Linked DNA regions of Lactuca sativa: region 2 is linked to region 1. A link is a contact called in public Hi-C data. All regions are on one chromosome and are shown on one strand. Each heading gives the region's core, a stretch centred on a gene start, on an enhancer-like site or on the middle of the called end of the contact. The rest is flanking DNA. Distances are from core to core; before and after follow the strand shown.

Evidence for each region. A called contact is a pair of places that touch in the nucleus more often than the background predicts.
Region 2: a Hi-C map of leaf shows a contact between it and region 1, with 3 times the contacts expected there. The contact joins the promoter of LOC111912852 here to the promoter of LOC111912854 in region 1. A contact is called at or near these places in 2 of 4 Hi-C or Micro-C datasets (both in leaf).

The regions. Positions count from the first base shown.
Region 1 is chr7:7,544,913-7,549,975 of Lsat_Salinas_v11, forward strand. It overlaps LOC111912854, which reads right to left and starts at 3,454. Exons shown (of 3, transcript XM_023908581.3): 1 at 3,195-3,454; 2 at 1,481-2,570; 3 at 255-465. The coding sequence starts at 2,568. The coding sequence ends at 1,525.
Region 2 is chr7:7,678,023-7,683,627 of Lsat_Salinas_v11, forward strand. LOC111912852 reads left to right here and starts at 3,330. Exons shown (of 4, transcript XM_023908576.3): 1 at 3,330-3,493; 2 at 4,167-4,446; 3 at 5,155-5,605. The coding sequence starts at 5,202.

The DNA of each region.
Region 1 (5,063 bases), core at 2,204-4,703:
CAAGGTTTTCTTTGTAACTAATGTTGGTCAGAATAGCCAAGAGGGTCCTTAAAGATTAGCTTGAACTTGTGCCCATTTATTAAAGGACGCATAAATTGGCTTTAAGCACTCAATAACATACTTAATACTTGAAATCCTCTGACCTATAATCAAAACTACAAATAATAACAAAGAACCAATTCCAGGTTTCCAACGATGAGCCATGAGTAAATCCACCATTGTATATTATTAATATTCTAAAAGTAAAAAAGAAATTTCAAATGGGTTTTAAGAATAGAATGAAATCACCATCATCTCAAGTCAACAATAGAAATCACCAAAAACTAGATATCAATTAAACTAGTTCTGTGTTTCACTTTACTTATATATCATATGTCTAAACAAATAAGCAAAACACTTTCTACATTACACAACCTTGGAACAAACATACTGAGTATGTAATTGTCTTCCACAACAGCAAGCAATCTAGGACAAAATCAGACAAGAAAACATATGAAAACGAAGATTGCAAATAGAATAACAAAAAGGAAACATATTGCAAATAGAATAACAAAAAGGAAACATACTTTTATTTTTATATTTTTTGTATTATAACACCCTAATTTCAATTATTTTTTAATTAAGACATTGCAATGTTAAATGTATACCAATTATATCATTATACTTCAAAAAAAAAAAAAAAAAAAAAATCTTATTAGGGCATTATACCTTTAAAAATTCTACCCAATTATAATACTGAAAATTGTTTTGTATTTTGATGGCATTGCCATAATTAATTAGGTAGCTTTTCCAAGTACAATGTTTTGTAATAAGAGAATGGAAATAATCAAATCAACAAAAGTATGTTTTGCAATTTACCCCACAAAAAGAGATAAATGCAACAAATAGCAATGCACTTGTATTTATCAATGTATTATTATAGCATCCAACTTTCATGTTTTTTTATTACAACAATGCACTTTCAATTATTTTCTTATTAAGATAATGTACTTTGAAAAATCTACCAACTATTGCATTATACTCCAGTTATTCTTATTGTGGTAAATATACTTTAAAACATCTACCAAAATATTGCAGTGAAAACTGCTTTGTTGTTTTAAAGAGGTTGATTTTTCAAAGTACAAGGTTATATAAGAAAAACTAAAAGTAGCATATGATTTGATACATAAATCAATAGATGTGCGTAGCTATTTCTTGCATGTTACCGAAAAAAAAAGGTCTAACTGCAATAAATAGCAACAAACTTTTATTTCATTTTTTCTATTACAACATTATACTTATTACTTTCTTATAAAGACATTGTGCTTTAAATATCTACCAATTATGGCATCAACTCACAGAGTTTTGGTATAACTTGGTTAATTTTTTAAAGGAAATGAAAGCAAGATGCTATAATAAACAAACCAGTAAAAGTATGCTGCTGTTTCGTGCATTAAACCGAAAAAAAAAAAAATACTTAAATGATAGAGAAACAACTTACATGAAGGAGCATAGGCAAGAGGTGTATGAAACCAAAGACGTGCTTCACTCATCTATGCGATCAACATCCATAGATTGATGGGGAAAGTACCACATTTTAGCAGTAAAGAAAGTGATATTTCCATCATCATCAGTGTTGGGAAATGAAGCAAATCTCCCGAGTGACTCCCATTTAACAGCAACATCAGCACCGTGGTTCAAGTCGCTATAAAAAAATGCATATTCTTCAAATGTCTTTTCACAAGGTTTTACCCATTTCATTTCCCCAAAATCTAGCTCGTGCAATTCATTCAGAAATTTTGAAATTGGAGGCCTCACACAAAGCCTCTCACCTGAACTTACAAACCTAGTCGCATAAAAGAAGTATTTGAGCTTCTTGATTTCGAGCATTGTCAATTTGGGGTGTGGAATGAGTCTCAGTTCAAATAAACGATGCATCTGATCGCTTAGAGCATATATTTTCCCCTTAAAAGCATATATATCATGGATGCAGAAAGGGTAGGAGGAGACATGATTCCATGCTCCTTTACCCTCTATTGAAAACCATATCTCCCTGCAGGAATGAAGCAACAAAACAAACGCCCACCCATATATTGAGGGTGAAAAGACGAGGATAACCCTGCCAATGCCAGGATTGTAATCAGATGGGAAATTAGGAAAATGAAGTTCCTTCCTTGTGATAGGGTTCACAAGCCAGAAGCTGTGGGTTTTCTTAACAAAAAAGATCAAGTAACCACATGTTAATCCTACACAGGCTGCAACAGCAGAATTGGGAAGAATGGTTTTAAACCTTCTTCTTTCAAAGTCCTCCAGGAAGCAGGTTTTGTCATGAGCATGGCAACAGATACTTATGGTCATGGGTGGCATGGAGGCCATAAACTTGTTTTCATTAGAGCACGCGAGTAATCTCCAAGACTTGCAAACTCCACGGAATGAATAGTAATCCACAACTCCCAACCGCATCATCACTGAATCAAGCAAATCATGGTCAAGATCTGACCAATGTTCACAAGTCTTGGGCATCTCCCTGCTAGATGATGCAGCAGCATCATCATTCTGGTTTCTAGCCATACTCCTTGTCCTAGCCATTCCTACACTTGCAAATAAACAACAGATATATATAATTCATCAAACAACTACATGAATCCTGTGTGATGTTAATCATTTTAATCCGCATACTACACCTCTCAGGGTTTTATTCCATCCATTATTCCCTATAACTGATGGTTTTTGTAACAGAGTCGCAAATAGTTAACCAAATTGTGTATGTTTCACTAAAGTTTTTATGTACTTCATGGTGACATAGATTATTTAGACTTTAGAGCAACAGCAATGGTAAACCATTGACAGCATTATCAAAGGTTTAAGCCATTCAAAGCATGATCAAGGGCTGAAAGCATTTCATAGTTTCACCAAATTGTTTGTGTAATAAACCTGAGATTCACCACTTGTAAACTCTATTTCACGGTAAACTTTACGTCAAAATATATTTGCAAGAACAGATTGGATCTCGATTTCACCAAAATATTACCGGTAGACAACAAATTTCGCTTTAACAGCATGGAACGTATTTGAAAAGATCACTAAATGCATCAAAGCAGACACCAAATTTCACCAAAATATTCACACAAATAAACTAATCAACAAAAAAATTAAATTAAACAGAGACTCGTCAACGAAAACAGAAGAACCAGAGACGGAGAAGAGTATCTGACACAGAGAAGAAAACGCCGAGAAGAACTGATCGACGGAGAACCAGCGACGCCTGCGACGAAGACGAAAACGACGTCGAGAAGAATTGGGCGTCCGAACGGGAGAGGGTTTATCGATCGGGCTCGTGGGTGGTTGTGTGTGAGGAAAAGAGAGAGGAGGGTCACGAGGAAAAATGGGGGGTTTGTAAGGATCGTTTTCTCACTCGTGTGGTTCCCATTTTTAGCAAAAGAAAAAAAGAAAAGAAAGTAAGAAGGAAAAATAAAAGTAAAAAACAAAAAATAAAAAAATCTCTCCAAAATTAAATATTTTGTTTTTTTCATTTTAAATTCTTTCTAATCTAAAAAAAATTAAGAGGAAAAGTGATCATTCTATTTTCTTCCACTTACTTCTTTTAATGAAACTCGAAAACATTTTTTTTATTTTCTTCTCGTTTACATCAAATTTTTTTTTTCTCTCATTAAGTTAAACTCAGGGTGTTTAGCGTATTAAAATTCCAAGAAGTTATTTGTTGTATGAATATTGAAAACTGATATAACTAAGTTTCAAATTATATATAAAAAAATTACTATCGAAGTTAACGATTTCGGGATCACAAGACAGTGGCATATGTGGTATGAACTCTGATTACTTATGTGTTTTGACTCGTCTTCGCAATACAATTCCCGGATTCGACTGTAGCGGTTTCACTAATAAGAACACCGCCCCCCCTAAATCCCAAAAAGCATTGGCGTGTGTACACTTTTTAGCAAAATTGTCAAAGATATGGAAGTTGACTTCGACGTGACTGTTAGACATAAAGCATATTTTGATTATCTTCGGGCACCTCATGCTCAGGATTTTCTGCTAAATATCCCTATTGATGGTCTCGACCAACATATGTCTCATGTGAAGTACCGAACTATCATTCGTTACCGCCTCATGATTCATCTATTCTCAATTGACGAGATATGTCTAGTTTGCCGCAAGTCATGTTTGTACACTTTTGGGGAACATGCGGTTCATTGTAGAGAGCTCCCGGGTTTCAAGTACCGACATGATGTGGTTAGGGATGTTCTTTTTGATGCTTGTCGACGTGCTGGTATTTCCGTGAAGAAAGAAGCGTCGATGAACTTTTTAACGGACCCGTAGGATGGAAGATTCACACTTAGGCCGACTGACATTTTGGTCTTTGGATGGATAGGAGGGAAACATGCTTGTGTGGATCTTACTGGGGTCTCTCCTCTCGTCGGTTTGAGGGGCGGGGGTTTCACAGCAGAGTATGCCGCTTTAAAAATTGTTGTGAGCAAAGTGGCAAAGCACGAGAATGAATGTATAGAAACTCAACATGTGTTTGTACCTTTTGCATTTGATACATTTGGTTTTCTCACGCCAAAGGTGGTCGAGCTTCTCAACAGAGTCTAACGAGTCATGCATTCTAATGTTATATCTCATAGATCCACAAATGTTGTTTTCAAAAGAATTAGTTTTGTCATCCAGAAAGGGCTAGCGGCACAGTTTGTTGCTCATTTGCCTTCCATCGATATGTATTGAACTATATTTGATTTCAATCAATATAAAAAAGGGAAATATCCAAAAAAGTTCCAAAGTTTTGATCCAATTTACGGTTGAATCCTAAATTAAATTTTTAACGAAAAAAGAAAGAATATCGACTAATGTAATCGGTATTCTTATTTGTATTATATTTTAATTGATGAAACTTATAACAATGAAAAGACATTTAAAATACAATACATTCATATATTTTGCATCAAGTATTATCTATAAAAAAAAAAATATTTAAGGTCAAAGTTGAAGAATAAAGACTTAAAAAGTCAAATATGGACAATTAATTTGGGACGGATGTAGTATTATTTAAATTGGAAATTTGGAGA
Region 2 (5,605 bases), core at 2,080-4,579, 130 kb after region 1:
ATGTAAGTAATTTTGTATTTAATATAATGAGTAAATTACACGAATGGTCCCTATGGTTTGGAATAATTTGCGTGTTTGGTCCCTAACTTATTTTTTTAACTCGGAAGGTCCTTGGTGTTTGTTTTTGTTACGCGCATGGTCCCTATTGTTTGTTTTTGTTGCACGCTTGGTCCCTGTTTTACCTAAAAATATTATTATTTAAATAGGGAAAAATGGCGGGGTATGTAAGGTAAGGTGAAGGTGGGTGGGTTTGGGGTGTGTTTATTTAAATAAATTAAAAAAACAAGAGGAAAATAGTCTTTTTAGGGAAGACAAGGACCAAACGCGTAACAAAAACAAACAGTAGGGACCTTCCGAGTTAAAAAAATAAGTTAGAGACGAAACGCGCAAATTACCCTAAACCATAGGGACCATTCGTGTAATTTACTCTAATATAATTAATAATTCATATAATATAATTAATAGTCCATATATTATCCAATATTATGTATCTACGATTAAGGGATATTCCATAATTATCGTTGATTTAAGGATACAATTTCTATCTAATTTACGATTCTTAGTCCATCCACAACTGCATCAGTAACATCGATTATCGTTGAAGATAACAATATGTACGTTTTTTAAGCCAAATAAACGATGTCAGACTGGTTTGATTATAGTAGCGACGATACCGACGATGATGATCAATATGGCGATCAATCAATCGAAAATAATCAAAATTATGAAGACGGTTACTACCAATCGGATGATCAATCTAGCGGAATAAATCAATACTCCGATAATGCGAGTGAAGGTAACATTATCAATATCATTTACATACAAATTGTGTATTACAATCAATAATGAATTTGCATATATATATATATATATATATATATATATATATATATATATATATATATATATATATATATGATGAATTCTTTACGTTTATATAACGTTGTTTTTTCTGTTATTTTATTATAATGTGTGTACTTGATTGAGTAAATATGTGTTTATGATTAATCATATACGATTGATGTAGTAACTACTGAATAAAATTAGATAATCGAAACTTTTCTGTTTAAAAAATAAATTTTGGGATTAAACCATAAACTTACCCAAAATATTGATACTTTTTTTTTTTGGATATTTCATATATATATATATATATATATATATATATATATATATATATATATATATATATATATATATATATATATATATATATATATATATATATATATATGGTTAGGATCGTTTTAGAACTCATATATTCATGAGAACCCAACAACCTTTTTATTTAAGATTTTTTTTGAAAAAAGTTTATGCATTTCCAAATTCATTTGGAATTTCAGTCATAAGTAGATTTGAATTATACATTACTTGTTGTAGGTTGAAGTATAAACTATGTATGGATGGATTGTACCTGGTTAAAGATTAAAGATTGAGTTGAACATTAAGGTTCTCATAATATGTGTTGTGCCTACAGTTTTTGGTTTAGATCAAATAGATTAGATTGCATATAATCAGGTGTATAAGTAGAAATACTATGTGTATAAGGATACTCAGTTGGCAGCTCTTGAGTTGGTTGATCTTGAGTTAGTGGGTCATGGTTTAAATTGAGATGAGTTTTTCTGAAAAGTTTATTCTTTGAGGAGGGACATCCATGAGTAATTTTGTGAGCAGCAGGTTCACAAATCGAAGTTGCTGACAATGCGATTTAGTTTAGTAACCTCCTTGCTAAATTTAACTTAACATGTCTTGATTGTTTTTCGTAACAATGAAAATAGTAAATTACTAAAATTGTTTCTATGGTTTGGTTAAAATTACACGTTTGATCCCTAACTTTTATTTTGCACCTGGATCGTTCATTTGGTTTGATTTTGTTACGCATTTCGTCCCTATGGTTTGGTTAAAATTGCACATTTGATCGCTAACTTTATATATGTAAGGGACGAAAAACACAATAAAAATCAAATCATATGAAAGAACCGAGTGCAAAAAAAGTTAAAGACCAAACGTGCAATTTTGACAAAACTGTAAAGATGATTCAATAAAATACTCTAATAAAAATGTCATAAATTGATCATTCATTAAAATTATAAATTTAAAATGTTAAAATATATCATTAATAATTAGTAGAAAAATAAATTTTATTGGAAATGAATTTACATTTAAAGTCACACTAAAAGTAAAATATTGAACGTTTTTAATCAACATTATTTAAAGATTTTTATTACTCGGATAATTTCTAAAATTTATAATTATTTTCGATCTTTATATTTTAATATGTTAATAAAATGTACATAGTACTAATTAAGAAATATAAAATATAAATGCCCGTCAATGGTATACATTCTAAGATTATAACATATATTTTTATTTATATATTTCAAATAAATAATCAAGTTATTTGAATTTGAAAGTTATTAGATTTTGAAATGAAAAAAAAGTGTAAGGTTTTATTTTAAAACTTATATACAAGTTAAAGGAGCTAAAATAAAAAAGAGGGTAAGAAGAATTGAAATCATTTAAGCAAGGCATTCGATAGGATTGTTCGGATATCAATTCAGTTTTTAATAATTGTTTATATAAGAATCATGGGTAACCAGCTCAGCTAATTATATGACGCAATGGCTAATGGTGGTTTTGACAATAAAAATTTGAGTTTTGTAGAATGACCAAAATGAATGGGGTGTTTGAACATTTTGACAATAAAAATTTGAGTTTTGTAGAATGACCAAGGGATTCTAAGAGCCCTCTGAGAAAACCTTTTACCTTATGAGAAATGTGAATAATAACGAAAAATTGATGTAGCAGGGAAAAAACAAAAAAAAAGTTTGTTGCATAGTTCCTCATCATCAGCACACATCTGAGAAACTATTCTCTAACTAATGAAATCCCGATTTTTGTCATGGTTTATTTTCTGAAATTTAAAATTACATAATAATTATTTAATCGATATTACTAGAATTAAAGTGCTACATTCATCTTATAGGAATTTAATATTCGATTTGATTAATAACTAATTACTTCAAAATGTATTTAACAATATTATTCAAAATATATACTTTTAGAAAAAATCTTGAATATTTCAATTTTTGTCATGGTTAGTCGAAGAACGGTTTCTCAGAAATGTGCTGATGAAGAACACATCTTCGTAGCCTCAACCAACTTTCCTCAAAACCCTTCGACTAAGGGCTATTTGATAGCCTCTTAATTGAAATATTAAAAGGTAACATTTTTCAGATTCTGGTTGGGTTACTTATAAATAAATAAAAGCCTCTTCATTTTTTAAAAGCCACTTAAACATTCGGAGTTATACTGAGTATCTGAATAAAAATAAGAGACGTGCAGTAGCACCGCCACCCTCATCGTCACCTTTCTAAGCTACGACCTCCGACGCTAAGCTCTGACAGCGTCGATCTCCACCCTTGCTCCTTCGTCGGTGCGCATCCGCAGGCATCGATAGGGTTGAAATCCAATCATTTTGGAATGGTTCAAGGTAACATTTGTTTTTCTTTCTTGCCCTAAAAATCGGTTATTCTGAAATTGTTATCAAATTAGAACCCTAAAAATTGATTATCAGACGCTAGTGTCGATTGTGTACCCTAAAAATCTGTTTTTATGCTAATTCTTTGATTGTGAGCAACTGTAATTTGTTAAGAGAAGACGTGAATGATCTTTGTTATTTATTGAAATCTGTTATAGACATATGCTTCAGAAGTCAGCAATGAGGAATACCAAGCTTTGGCATTATCAATTCTAAGATTTTACAATGTTTTCTTTGGTGTTGCTGAGATATATCCACAATTCTTTTTCAAAAACTCTTCATTTGTTTTGTTTGGATAACCTGGGACTACTTCAGTTTGAGTTTCAATTGGTATAGATTTGCCCTTATGTTTTTGTTAGTTGTTGGAATGAAGAAATAGCAAAAACTTATCAGCTAACTGGATTGTATGACTGTGAGTAATATTTGAAAAGGAATTCTTTTATGAGTTATGCATATGAATTATATGAAAATTGGCAAATGTTTCCAAACAGCCCCTTAACTATGCAAACGTTCCTCAGAAAGGCTTTCGCACCCACTTCCTTTTGTCATTTGATGAAATTGCCCTATTTTAACCTGTAATCAATATACTGACGTTGCTTCTTCTCCATTGATCATCGCCGCTCAGGGTCCATCGACTTGGCTTGTTCTTCTCCATTAGCGCTGTTTCTCGTCATCTGTTCTTCATCATCGACTCCATCTTCTTCATCCAGTTGCTTCAACAATCGATTCCTGATTTCGAACTGCAACAATCTATTTTAGGGGTAAAAAATCAAGATTAGAAGGGAGACGCACAGCAAAGAGGAGAAGGCCTGCTCATCGTCTTGTTTTCTATTCCATTACGCCTCCCAAAGCTTCTGCGCTGATCCATCCGGAATTCGACATCTAGAATCTCATCAAACTCACTAGTAAGTAGCTTCAAATTATTGTTTTTAGTACCAATTGCTAAAGTAATTTAGTACCTGTTGCTGAACCAATTTGATTTTCCTTTTGTGGTATTCTCTTAAAGAATGATTGCAGGAAGGCACACAAACTGTTTGATAAAATGCCTGAGAGAAGTGTCTAGATTTTTGGTTTCTCGGTACTCATTGCTGCTGCTCTATTCTTTATAGTTTAAAGTTCTCTACTGTTGTAGAAGGCTTTGTGTTGTTTCCTATAGCCAGTTCATGCTTTCACTGATGCTAAAATATGATTCTACTCAAATCTTTCATTGAACACTCTTTTAGGAACTGTTAGCTTATAGTGGTGAAAATATTGAAGGAACTATTGGCAATTGTTATCATTTTGGGATTGCATTTGGTTCTGTGGCTTTGCAAGAAGTTTATGATCATGAACATTTGTTGTTAAAGATGAATGTGCATGAATATAAAAAATTATCTAAATAATTATTGAATTTAATAAATTGTGATGTTGTAAATGTAAGTATTTTTCAAAAAGATTATTATTAATGATTCAATTGAAGATAAAGTAATATATGTAAAATAAGAAATAATCCACAATATATAAGCATATCCTTTTTGGTCATTTTACATATATAAGGAGTTTATGCCCCACAGAACTATTCCAGCAATTATGAGTTTTCTATTTGATCAACTATGTTGCATTCATTTTTGTAGGCACATCAACCGAGTGATTGTTTGTGCTTCTTTTATTGGATTTCAAAATGGATTCTGCAATTTCATTGGAGGAATCTATACCAGAAAGCATCCTTCAACCTTTCTTTTCTGCTACAAATTCATCAACACTAAACAAAGCTTTGGAGAATCTAATAGAATTGGCTAGAACAAAAGAGGGTCGATCTGATCTTGCTTCCAAGAATATGCTCAACCCAACCCTTCAACTCTGTAAATTACTATCATACCCTTCTTCAGGCAACACACTTTTATTGGCTCTTAAACTCATCAGAAACCTATGTGCTGGAGAATTACGAAATCAGAATTCATTTATCGAACAAAATGGAGTTGATATTGTTTCGAATATAATCAGTTGTAAGGAAATTGTTAACGATTCAAATCATGGGCTTATTCGAATGGGATTACAAGTTGTAGCAAATGTTTCATTGGCTGG